2 separate regions of the Mus musculus genome follow, and region 1 is linked to region 2. A link is a contact called in public promoter capture Hi-C data. All regions are on one chromosome and are shown on one strand. The core of a region is the stretch at or near the end of the contact, and the rest is flanking DNA. Distances in the headings are between cores, read along the strand shown.

Region 1 (5,343 bases), core at 1,551-4,050, 400 kb after region 2:
AAACATTACCACATATGTGATAGTTTCAAGTTGTCGAGTCTCAGTGGGATTGGGGAAAACTAAGGTGTGGAGGGAACCACATCCGAAGTCTTCCCAATCATAATACGAGACAAAGATGGAGAGACGAAGGGACTCCAGCACTGAGGGGAGATTCCTACTGGGATGACTCAAGCTAAAGCTGGTGGAAGGGCGCCTTTAAACACTGAAGCAAACCCAGCCTGAAAGCTGTCACTTGGTGAGCATCTCTTAATAACAGTGATGAGCACTTTCCCAGACATATCACAAGGGACGGAATTAACCAGATAAAGTAAGTTAACAGGAAAAGAAGGAAGGGAGGGAAGGCGGGAGGGCAGGAGGGAGGGAGGGACGGAGGAAGGGAGAGAGGGAAAGAGAAGAGAAGAAGAGAAGGAGAGAAAGAGAGAAAGAGAAAAGAGAGAGGGAGAGAAAGACTGACCAACTGCTAGAAATAGTGCCCATCAGGGGGCGGGGCAGTGGATGGCCCAGTGAGTTAACCGCTGGCTGGGGGAGCATGAAGATCTGAGTTTGACCCCATGTCCCTTGGAATTAACCGTCCTATAAGTTCAAAAAAATTGTTCTCACAAAGAGGGTTCCATAGTTTAAAAACCGAAATACTAATTATTAATATATCTGATCAATCTCTTTATAAGAATTTCTGATAAATTTTAGTAAATTAATTTCCAGTCAGGGAATATTATTCACCATTCTTTAACTTGATAATAACTTTCCTCTAAGACAATTCTGTAAAAAAAAAAAAAATTCAATTTGTAGCAAGTTATCACAAGAAATTGTACTGATTTAATAGTGACTACTACCATGGTAAGAACCTTTGGAAATGACGCTTGTATTTACATACTGCGTGGAGGGTGTTGCCTCAGTGCACATGAGGAGATCAGAGGACAGTTTGTGAGCATTCATTCTTTTCCCTGCACCATGTGGTCTGGCAGCCGAGCTCAAGGCATTAGGCCTGGTCCTAACCACCTTTCTGGCTGAGCCATGTCACCAGCCCTCATTTTGTACTCTCTTCTCATGAACCATTAAAATGTGCAATTGATTGGGGCCGGAACCATGCAGCAGGGTGCTGGCCAGGAATCCAAGAGACCCTAGGATTCAACAATCACAGCACTACAGAAAACAAGTTATAGGTAGATAATATGACCACCATATAAATGTGCGCATCTAAACCCCTCCCTCCCCCGCACCCCTGCCAATGCTTCTTGGCCCTTTCTCGATAACTTCTGTAGCTCTGCCTCTTAACACTGGAGAGAGTTGGAATCAGACCTTGTGCTTCTTTCATTTAGCAATGTGTCCTCAGTCTTCCTCCATGTGTGCTCATGCCTTGCTTGTTTTGTTCCTTTGTGGTTTGTTTGTTTTATGTTTTTTAAGATTCCACGGTGCTGTGTGTCAACCCCATCCACTCATCTATTGAGGAGCAGGTCAATGCCCACTGAGTGTAGGCATTAGCGATGAGGTTTTTATAAATGTTTATATGCAGAGTTTTTCGGTCAATTGAGTAGATGTTGAGGAGCTAAGTCATACAGCGTATCTTTAGCTCTGTTAAGGAGCTGTGGGCCACCTTAGAAAGGGCAAGAATTCCCCTTCCTCTTCCTATCCCATAGCTGTGCATGGTGCTATCTTAAGTGATAGCTGTGCACTGTTACTCCTTAATGTTTCCATTTGCCGTTCCCTAATGACATGGGATGGTCAGCATCACTTCATTCGGTAGGATATGAACAAGTACTAGGGAACGAATAGCACGTGCGTCATCATCTGCGCCGAGTGGCAGCACCTTGTCAGGGCTCTTGGTCAACACTCTTCCAACAGCAAAGTGAGAGTCTTCCAAGCACAGCGTGTGTCTGAGGCATCTCAGTTCAAGGACCCATTGTAACATCAGCAGGTCTCTGGTGTCGTCTCTAGAATGATGTGAGTAGATTGATGTTTTGCTAAGTACCATGTGTAGCATTGTATTTCATGGAACAACACAAATATTCCTTCTAGACCAGTATATATAAACTTTTCCCTAAGCATAGCCATCCACAACAAAAAATGCATTTCTCCATGATCTTCAGCTCATAAAACCATCAGTGACAGGGAGATGACACGGTCATGATGGCCTGTGTTGCATTTGTGTGTGTCCTGTGAATCACATCCTCTTATCTGAGATGTGAAAGGCTCCGTAGAACTGTGCACTCTCTTCTCCAGTCAAGGTGGCCCAATGTTGTTGAAAAAGCAAAATGTTACCGTAAGGGATGCAGGCACACAGCTGCAAAAGGCATGCCAGTGTCATAGAGAGGAGTCAGACTTTCCGCAGACTTTGGTTGGAGCTAACAGTAATAGCAACCATTTTTAAAACATGCAGCACTCATTTCCAAGGCATCTCCGCAGATTCAACGGCACTTAACAGTCCTGACAAGCCCGTGGAGGAGAGTGAGCAGAGCTGGCAGCCCTATGGCGCTGAGAAGTGGCTGCCACTCTCCAGCAGGCTGCCATTGTTCTCTTCCCCGTCTCTGAGCTCTTCAGTCTCTTAGTTACCACAAAACACGCATCTCATAAATGAGAGCTATGTATCAAGGACCTGGAGGAAAATGCTAATTTTGGACGTTTTTCCTGGCATCTCATCTCTTCTGACAGAAAGAAAAGCTACTCTCAGCAGAGTTTGATTGGTAATCAAGCACCTCACAGCTTCAAAGCGGTGAAAGAAGCGGCCATCTCTGGAGATGAAACAGACCGGGATTGCTTTTCCATCTCTCAGAATGAGGCTTATGTAAGGAAGAATTCTGAGATCTGTACAAGACTGCGTTTTCCCCATTTGTTCTCCCATGATCCTCAGCTCCATCCTGCTCTGCAGTCCAGGAAGATTACAGGAAAGCCAGCTACGCAGAGAGAAATGTGCTGCTTCCCGCGCACATAAGATACATGTGCGTGCTTGTCAGTGTGCGTGTGACTGCACCGTTCACACTCAACTACAGAGACAGAGAGTATGTGTTTAAGGCCAGTTGAAAATGATCTAGAAATACAAAGTATTTTCATACCCGTTGAAATGTAGCTTAGCGTCAGTTTTTGTGCTTCAGAACTGCCTTGATGTCTACATTTTTCTACTTAGAATATTCTTCAAAATTTGGTCTTTGGATTTTCAGAAAAGTGGGTTCTAGTCTGAGATGCACTTTATGTGCGAGCACCACACAGGTGTTTCTAAGGGTTGGGGCCTCACAATTGGTAGGCTGTAGCTAAGGTTCCTCTCTTGTCTGCCACGGTATCTTCCTAAGTTCCTCTGAAAGGTTGCCACTCATTTCCACTCATACTGTCTGCTTGTGGAACTTGCTCACTGGAATGTGATGGTCACTTTCTCCTATCACGCTGAACTGTGAACCATACAGACAATAATACTGTGAGCACGTGTGTACTGGTCAGAAGGCCACACGTCAGAGCATCTTCATACAAGAAACTTGGACCTCAAAAAGAGTAGGCAATTTGTTCTCAGTGAGAACCTGCATTTTCTACTTATTTAAATATCTGAACAGATTTGCCGCATGTATACAATTCAAAACATTTTTAGCCAACCCTTATGTTGTGAGAAAATTCTGGTTCTTATTGCATTTGTTTTTTTATTGAAGGACATGTTATATATCCAACTGAGAAACATTTTTAAGTAATGAAACATACTGCCTGTGGTTCACTGAGTTTACAATATGCTCTTTCTAAGACTTAGCTACTTTTATTTTATTTGTATAAGTCTTTCTGCCTGCATGTGAGTGTAGGCATCATGTACATTGTGTGAGTCTTTTTGCCTGCATGTATGTACACACCATGTGCACGTGTGTATGTGCACATGTGCACGTTTGTGGAAAGAAGAGGGTGTCAAGAGTCCCTGGCACTAGAGCTACAAGTGGTTGTGAGTCACCATGTAGGCACTGGGAACTAAACCTGGATCCTTTGTGAAAGCAGTAAGTGCTCTTAACCAGTAGGCCATTTCTCCGCCCCCTCTAGACTCCCTATATACCGTAATATACTCTCTCTATACAGCAGCTCATTTAATCTAACTACAGCAAGCTGCTAGGAGATGCATATACACCATCATCCTGGGCTGACACTGAGCACAGCATTCTAGCCTTCTAGTAGGGATGGCAAGCAAACCTCTGGGATCTATGTCTCAGGTGCTTGGAGAGAAGAGAGTGACTTGTGGCACATCAGAGGGCATTGGCCTCAGATCGTCCAGGGTCATTGTAGTGGAAGCTGCAAAGCTCATGAAAATGCAGCCAGAGATTGGGAATGTCATTAGCTGGTGGAGTGCTGGCTGCGCACGCATGAAACCCTGGACTAGGCTCCTAGCACCACATAAAACCATTTGTGGAAGGGCATGCCTACAACCTCATGACTCAGAAGCTAAAGGCTGGAGAATCCAAAGTCCTGCTCATCCTCAGCTACAGAGTGAGTTGGAGGACAGCATAAACTATATAGAGACTCTGTCTCCTAAATCCAAAGTGCAAACTCAATGAATTTCTGAAAAACATTATGACAAATTTGCTTTCAGTTTAGGGAGCACCACCTATATTCCACCTGTTTAGCATCTTACCTCTGACCTCTGACCATGGAGCATGTCAGCAACTGTTTATTGTCATGTAATACACTTCACAAGCCTGCAGCAGCAGCAGGTGCATCCTCACAGGTGCAGCAGCAGGTGCATCCTCACAGGTGCAGCAGCAGGTGTGTCCTCACAGGTGCAGCAGCAAGTATATCATTACAGGTGCAGCAGCAGGTGTGTCCTCACAGGTGCATGGCTTCTGTATCCAGCATCCAGATCAAGTAGCAGGCCAAGAGTGTGTCTAGCACCCAGAAAGGCCCGTTTGTGCCCCACACTAGTCATTACCACCCCAGACACAATCACTCTCCTGCCTTCAGGTCTGGATTGGAATTGTGTAACAGAATCATGCAGGAGTCCTTGCTTGGCTGGTACCATGCTTCCAAGCTTCACTACACTGTTGTGTGCTGTGGGAGTCCATGTGGTCTCACTGTCACGCAGGACTCAATAAGACTGGGATAGGACCTACTCAACCCTTCTAATGTGGACAGGCACATGGGTGGTTTCTTGTTTCTGACTCTTATGAACAGTCCAATACACCTTAATGAAAGTGTGTGTGTGTGTGTGTGTGTGTGTGTGTGTGCGCGCGCACGTGCATGTACACACGTGCACACACATGTTCCTTTGCTATGTCACTGATAGATAATGAAAACTGTTTTTCTGAAACAGATGTTCTTGTGTCCATGTCCACCTGCAGTGCACAGGCGTTTCTGGCTGCTGCGTGTTCTCCATGGTGCCTGCTACTG
Region 2 (5,518 bases), core at 1,145-3,644:
ATCTCACTAGCAACAGAAATTTAAATATTGTTCCCTGGGCTGGAGAGATGGTTCAGCAGTTAAGAGCACTGACTGCTCTTCCAGAGATCCTGAGTTCAAATCCCAACACCCACATGGTGGCTCACAACCATCTGTTATGGGCATCCAATGCCCTTTTCTGGTGTGTCTGAAGACAATGACAGTGTGCCCATATACATGACATAAATAAATATTCCCTTGTTTGGGTTGAATTATGAAGCTACTTTAATTGATGAGGCAGGTTACCAATGCATTCTGGGATCAGTGCTGAACGTCATTTGTCTGGAACATATTTTTTCCCTAAGTACATAACTTAATATTGAGTAGAAAAGTATGATTATTGATTATTGACAGTTTTTTTTTTTGTCTGAGAGGGACTGTGGAGGATTTGTGCTTCAAACATATTTCACTCTACAATGGCCTTGCCTTACTTTTCTGTGAAGGAAGCCTCCATTACACACCGAGGGTGGGGACAGAATACCTGCTAAGACTGCTTCACTCAGCAGCTTCATCTCCAGTTCAAGTTGGGTGGTTTGGGAATCCTCCCCTTCAGAGTCGGAAGTCTGCAATAGAAGAATGGCTGGCAGTGAGCATCAACATCCTCAGAAATTATTCTCTAAATGCAACAGGAGGGTATTGGTCCGTAAAATAGCCTAGAGACCAGGGTGAGGCTCTGTCTCAAAAAGCCAAACCAAAAGGACAACAAAACCAGCAGCAGGAACAGCGGCAGCAGCAGCAGGAATGGCTTTTTTAGCACTTAGCCTAAATGCTGTCACTTCAGGGACAGTCTCTGGCCTGTTGATTTGATTTGTGCGTATTTTGTCTCTTGATCACCCTATGCAATCTTTTCAGTACACATGCTGGTGTATATCCAGAATATAGTAGGCTGTCACCCCTCTACAAGGCTGCTCATTAGAGACAAGTCAGTAGACTGGGAGGTGGCCCAGCTGGCAAAGTGCCTGCCTAGCATGCAGGAGGATGGGGTTCAAGCCCCCAGCCCTGCATAAAACAGGGTGATGGTTTTTGTCTGTGATCCCAGCACTCTGGTGGAGGCAGGAGGATCAAAAGTCCAAGGCCATTCTCAGGTACACAGCCATTTGAGGCCAGCTGGGTTACATAAGATGCTGTGTCAAACCCCCTAAATCCAGAGAAACAACAACAAAGCAAACAAACAAAGCCCCCAAGATCATTCAATGGTAGAACCCTGAGGCCACATGGAGTCTTAGGTTCACTCTCTAGGACCAAACAGACACAACCAAAGAAAGGCAACATCAGGCTGAGTTTCTTATAGCAGATTTCACCTGAGAGTTAGACTGTGTGTGTGTGTGTGTGTGTGTGTGTGTGTGTGTGTGTGTGTGTGTGTGTGTGTGTGTGTGTGTGTATGCGTGTGTAGTATGAGCATGTTTGGGCATGTATGCCTCTGTGTGAATGTAATGTGTGTATACACATTCAGGCATGCACATGTGTGCATGCATGCTCTTGAGTGTACATGTGGAATTTTCTTATGCATGCTTGTTCAGTTTTTCTTTTGGAAGGACTGGGGATTTAAGCCAGGGCCTCATCCACACCGGCCAAGCATCTGTCGCTGAGTTACATTTCCAGGCCAGTTCAGTCCCTTAATGAGAGAGACACTTCGAAACTTAACTTTCAATTCAAAGACCCATGTCCATCTATCTGCTTGTTCCTCAGGGTAGTAAAATATTTTTGAAACTACTATTTTAAATGTTCTACTTTGAATAATTTCTCATTAATTATGCCCTACTCAAATTAGCCCTTTCTAAACATGTTGTGCTATAAACAACTTAGAATGTTTATGGTATTTTAAAATATATTAAACATTTAAATATTTTTATTGTTAAATATTTTTTTAAATATTTACAATATTTTTAAAAGCCATTCAAATCAATTAAGAGTCGGTATTAAGAGCCCTCTAGTGGCCAACTTCTTAATAAGCTCATGAAAAAAGAAACCTACACTGTCATTTAATGTCAGAGAATTTTCAATTTACATTACTCTTCACTCTCAACTTGACTAGATCCCACCCTGAACATGGACTTGCGATTCTGTGAGATGATGTCACAACCTAAACAGAAAGAGAAGAGAGAGAGAGCTGAACATGGACGTTCACAGTCTCTGCTGTCTGGCTGCAGAAACCCCGTGTATCGCTACCTCGCGCTCCCGCTGCTCCCGTGATACACTGCATCCCGTCATGCCATGAACCTATACAATCCCTTCTTTCCCTAAGTTGTCTCTGCCTGCTATTTGCCACATCAGTGAAAAATGAAAGTACATAGAAAACGCAGTATTGAGGCGCAGCGATGTCACTGCGAGCAACCTGGCCACGTGATCATAGCTTTGTCACCGCGAGCAACCTGGCCGCATGATCATAGCTGTCACCGAGCATCCTAGCCACGTGATCACAGCTTTGTCACCATGAGCATCCTGGTCGCGCGACCATAGTTTTAGAACTGATTTGGGGCGAATACGGAAACAGCCTAGAGCCATAAGCCACAAGAGCCCTAGAATTCTGTAAGCAAGAGCTCAGTGGCTGTCCGGGTGGAAGTTTGGTAGAAGACAATAATGAGAAATCAGTAGAGTGTATGGCTTTTCAGACAGGGTACAGCATGAGGCTTCAGAGAGGAAGAGGAGGAGGAGGAGGAGGAGGAGGAGGAGGAGGAGGAGGAGGAGGAGGAGGAGGAGGAGGAGGAGGAGGAGGAGCCGTTGTCCTGGGAACTAGGCTAGAAGCTGATGATGTCATATCCTGGCATAGGATTTCCTAAAAGTTTGAATGAGGCTGGATCCAAAAGTACTGAACTACATTGACATTTTAAGACAGAAACAGCCAGGCTGGTTGTGGTCACTGCTCACAGTGCTTAGATTCATAGTGAGGGGGTAGAGGGCTTTAAGTAATGTCCAGTTTGGCGAGGAAAGGGGTGAGTCTAAAGGTACAGGTGAGGAGGGTGGCAGCCCCTCTATGCTAAAACTCTCAGAGCCATTAACGGAAAATTGGGACAAGTGGGGGTGGGGGTAGGGTGCAACAGAGAGCAAGACCCCACCCATCAAAGGCTCTAACTCAGATCCTGCCTGGGCACTTTTGCCTCTGTGGACATCCTGCACATGTCCTCCTTACCATGTCAAGTGCTGTCAGGCTGGAGGTATGACAGCAACAGCACACATGCCTAATATGTTGAGAGGGGGCCTCCTGGAAATGGCCCCTCTCTCATCTCCCCACATTCTCAGTGTAAAGTGTTTCCTATCCCAACTCCCAGCCTGCCTTCACAAGCTCTGGGAAAGCGTATGAGGCTCCTGGCAACTGCCTGCTTCGGGGTTCTGAGATCTATCTGGGTATGCCACAGGATGCTCCGCCAATCATCACACCAACTGGAATCTACCCAGGGCAGCATTCAATGGTAATAGAAAGCAGACAGGCGTGGTTAGCCACATTCTCTAAGGCCATTAAGACTAAGTCAGGATTAAGCGTGGTCCTTCCAAGTTCAGAGAGTAAGTCAAACACCTGCTGGGACAGGTGTGAGACCCTAACACACACAGGTCCTGCCGCTGTTGTTATGAATTCACAGGCTTACGCTTTTAATGTAAAGTATTTCCAGGATCCGGGGATTGCTCAGAGCAGGCAAGAGCACGTGCTGTCCTTCCAGAGGGCCTGAGTTGTTTCTCAGAACCTGAATGAAGCAGCTCAAACTCACCTGCGCCTTCAGCCCCAGGGGCTGCTATGCCCTCCCTGGCCGCCCCTGACACTGCACTCATGGGCACAACCCCACCAACTAAAACCAACACTGTTTTATGAAAACTGTTTCCTAAGTGACCTACATTAACAGAATGGCAAACTGCAACTCCATGAGGCCACCCTGACGGATCCCTAGATACAAGATGGAATGCTTTAGTTTGCAAATTCAACCCATGGTTCAAATTACAGTTTCTAAGTTCTGTCATTTTGCAGTTTTTAAGTTAATGCAATTCTTATGTAAGACACTGGTAGATTTACATCAAATATTAACTATGATCAAGCCACTTGATGCAGAGTGGAGAATCGTCCAACACCCCGACAGGCCAGGAACGCTGCGGAGTCTCTTGTCAGTCACGTCCGTGATGACGGTTCACTTGCTCTGTTCTGACTGCGACTCCTGTGGTGCTTGACGTGAACCCCCATTTCCTTTTATTGTATTTTAAATTCTTATTTACATTGAGATGATGCTGGTTCAGGGACCACTTCCCATGGCCTCCCACTCACCCACATATTGCCTCCTGTCTGACTGTTAAAGCGATCTTTCCTCTCCCTGGGAATCAAGCAATGGCCAGGAGGTGCTGATCTCTGAGAAAGCTACCATTCCCAGAGCTGAAGTGAAACTGAACAAAAGAATCCTATTTCCTGAAGGGAATTTTTATGTTTGTTTCTCAGACAGAGTCTCACTATGTAGACCAGGTTGGCCTTGATCTCGCAAAGACCTGCCTGCCTCTGCCTCCTGAGAACTGGCAGGTTTTTGAAGAAGAAAACTGATCGGTCATTTCTGGCTCTGCAGCAGCCTTGTCCAGTTCTCTTCCCTGCAGGCCTGTACACCTTCCTGTTACAATCACACACAGTACAGTTACCTACCTGTGTGGACAGTCACCTCACACCCGTTTTCTCTATTGCTTTAGACTTGTAGATTCTTTAAATTTTTTGATACAGCTGGTGTATTTCAAATAGGGTTTTTTTTCAACATGTTCTTAGAATATCAAATGACACAAAGTTTTCAGCTTTACATGTATGCTTTGTGTGTGGATGGTATGGGTGCATGTCTGAGTGTGTGCACATGCCTTGTGCCATGGCTATGTGTGGAGGTCACAGGATGGCTTTCAGGAGCCAGTCCTCTCTTTCCACCATAAACGCCCTGGGGACACATTTAGGTCTGCAGACACCTTTGTCCACCGAGCTGTTCAGGGTCTAATTCACATTTTTATTTCAAATTCACACAGGGTCTATTCCTTAACTCTTTCCACACTTAAAGAAAGTGAACCAATAAAAGCCATGCACTGCTTTGTCTTATGCGCTCCTGCTGAGGTTTTGGGGTTCCCTGAAATCCCAGTAGGCTGGGGCAACAAAAGCAGCTTCGAGCTGAGAAAGGACTATCCAAGTCCAAAGCTGTTCTAACATAAAACGCACTATGAAAATCCTGACGGTTAGAAAATCAACAGAAGCCACCACAGGCAGGAGCCTGGATATTTTCAGTGGTGCATGCACAGGGGCTCGGGGCAGAGGTGGAGTTTGAGTGTCCTGATTCATCGCTCCCTAGGCCCTGTAGACAGGGTTAAGGTAACCAAGTACCTGTGCCTGGTGGTACACACCTTTAATCCCAGCACTTGGGAGGCAGAGCTGTGAGTTTTAGGCTAGCCTGGTCTACAGAGTGAGCTCCCAGTCAGCAAGGGATATACATAGTGAGACCAAGTCTTAGAAAGCCAGTGCTGGAGAAACAGCAAAATAATAATGATAATGATAATAATA

The links. Promoter capture Hi-C pulls out the DNA fragments that hold promoters and counts their contacts.
Region 1: a promoter capture Hi-C map of hippocampal neurons shows a contact between it and region 2, with 1.8 times the contacts expected there. The contact joins two enhancer-like sites. A contact is called at or near these places in 4 of 39 promoter capture datasets (hippocampal neurons, liver, pre-B cells and 1 more).

What each region holds. Positions count from the first base shown.
Region 1 is chr6:145,582,996-145,588,338 of GRCm38.p6, forward strand. The region is part of intron 1 of Gm38475 (a long non-coding RNA gene); the gene reads right to left. Among named protein-coding and RNA genes, the nearest start is that of Gm38475, 29 kb to the right of the region's middle. Within about 2 kb of position 2,801, at least 40 of the 459 cell types and tissues checked have an H3K27ac peak or open chromatin away from gene starts, as enhancers often do. A contact at or near this core is called in hippocampal neurons, where this site is marked.
Region 2 is chr6:145,185,312-145,190,829 of GRCm38.p6, forward strand. It overlaps Casc1 (cancer susceptibility candidate 1), which reads right to left. Exons shown (of 16, transcript NM_177222.4): 10 at 500-581. It overlaps Gm15543 (predicted gene 15543), which reads left to right. Exons shown (of 2, transcript NR_157240.1): 2 at 2,054-2,319. Among named protein-coding and RNA genes, the nearest start is that of Gm15543, 5.8 kb to the left of the region's middle. Within about 2 kb of position 2,395, at least 129 of the 459 cell types and tissues checked have an H3K27ac peak or open chromatin away from gene starts, as enhancers often do. A contact at or near this core is called in hippocampal neurons, where this site is marked.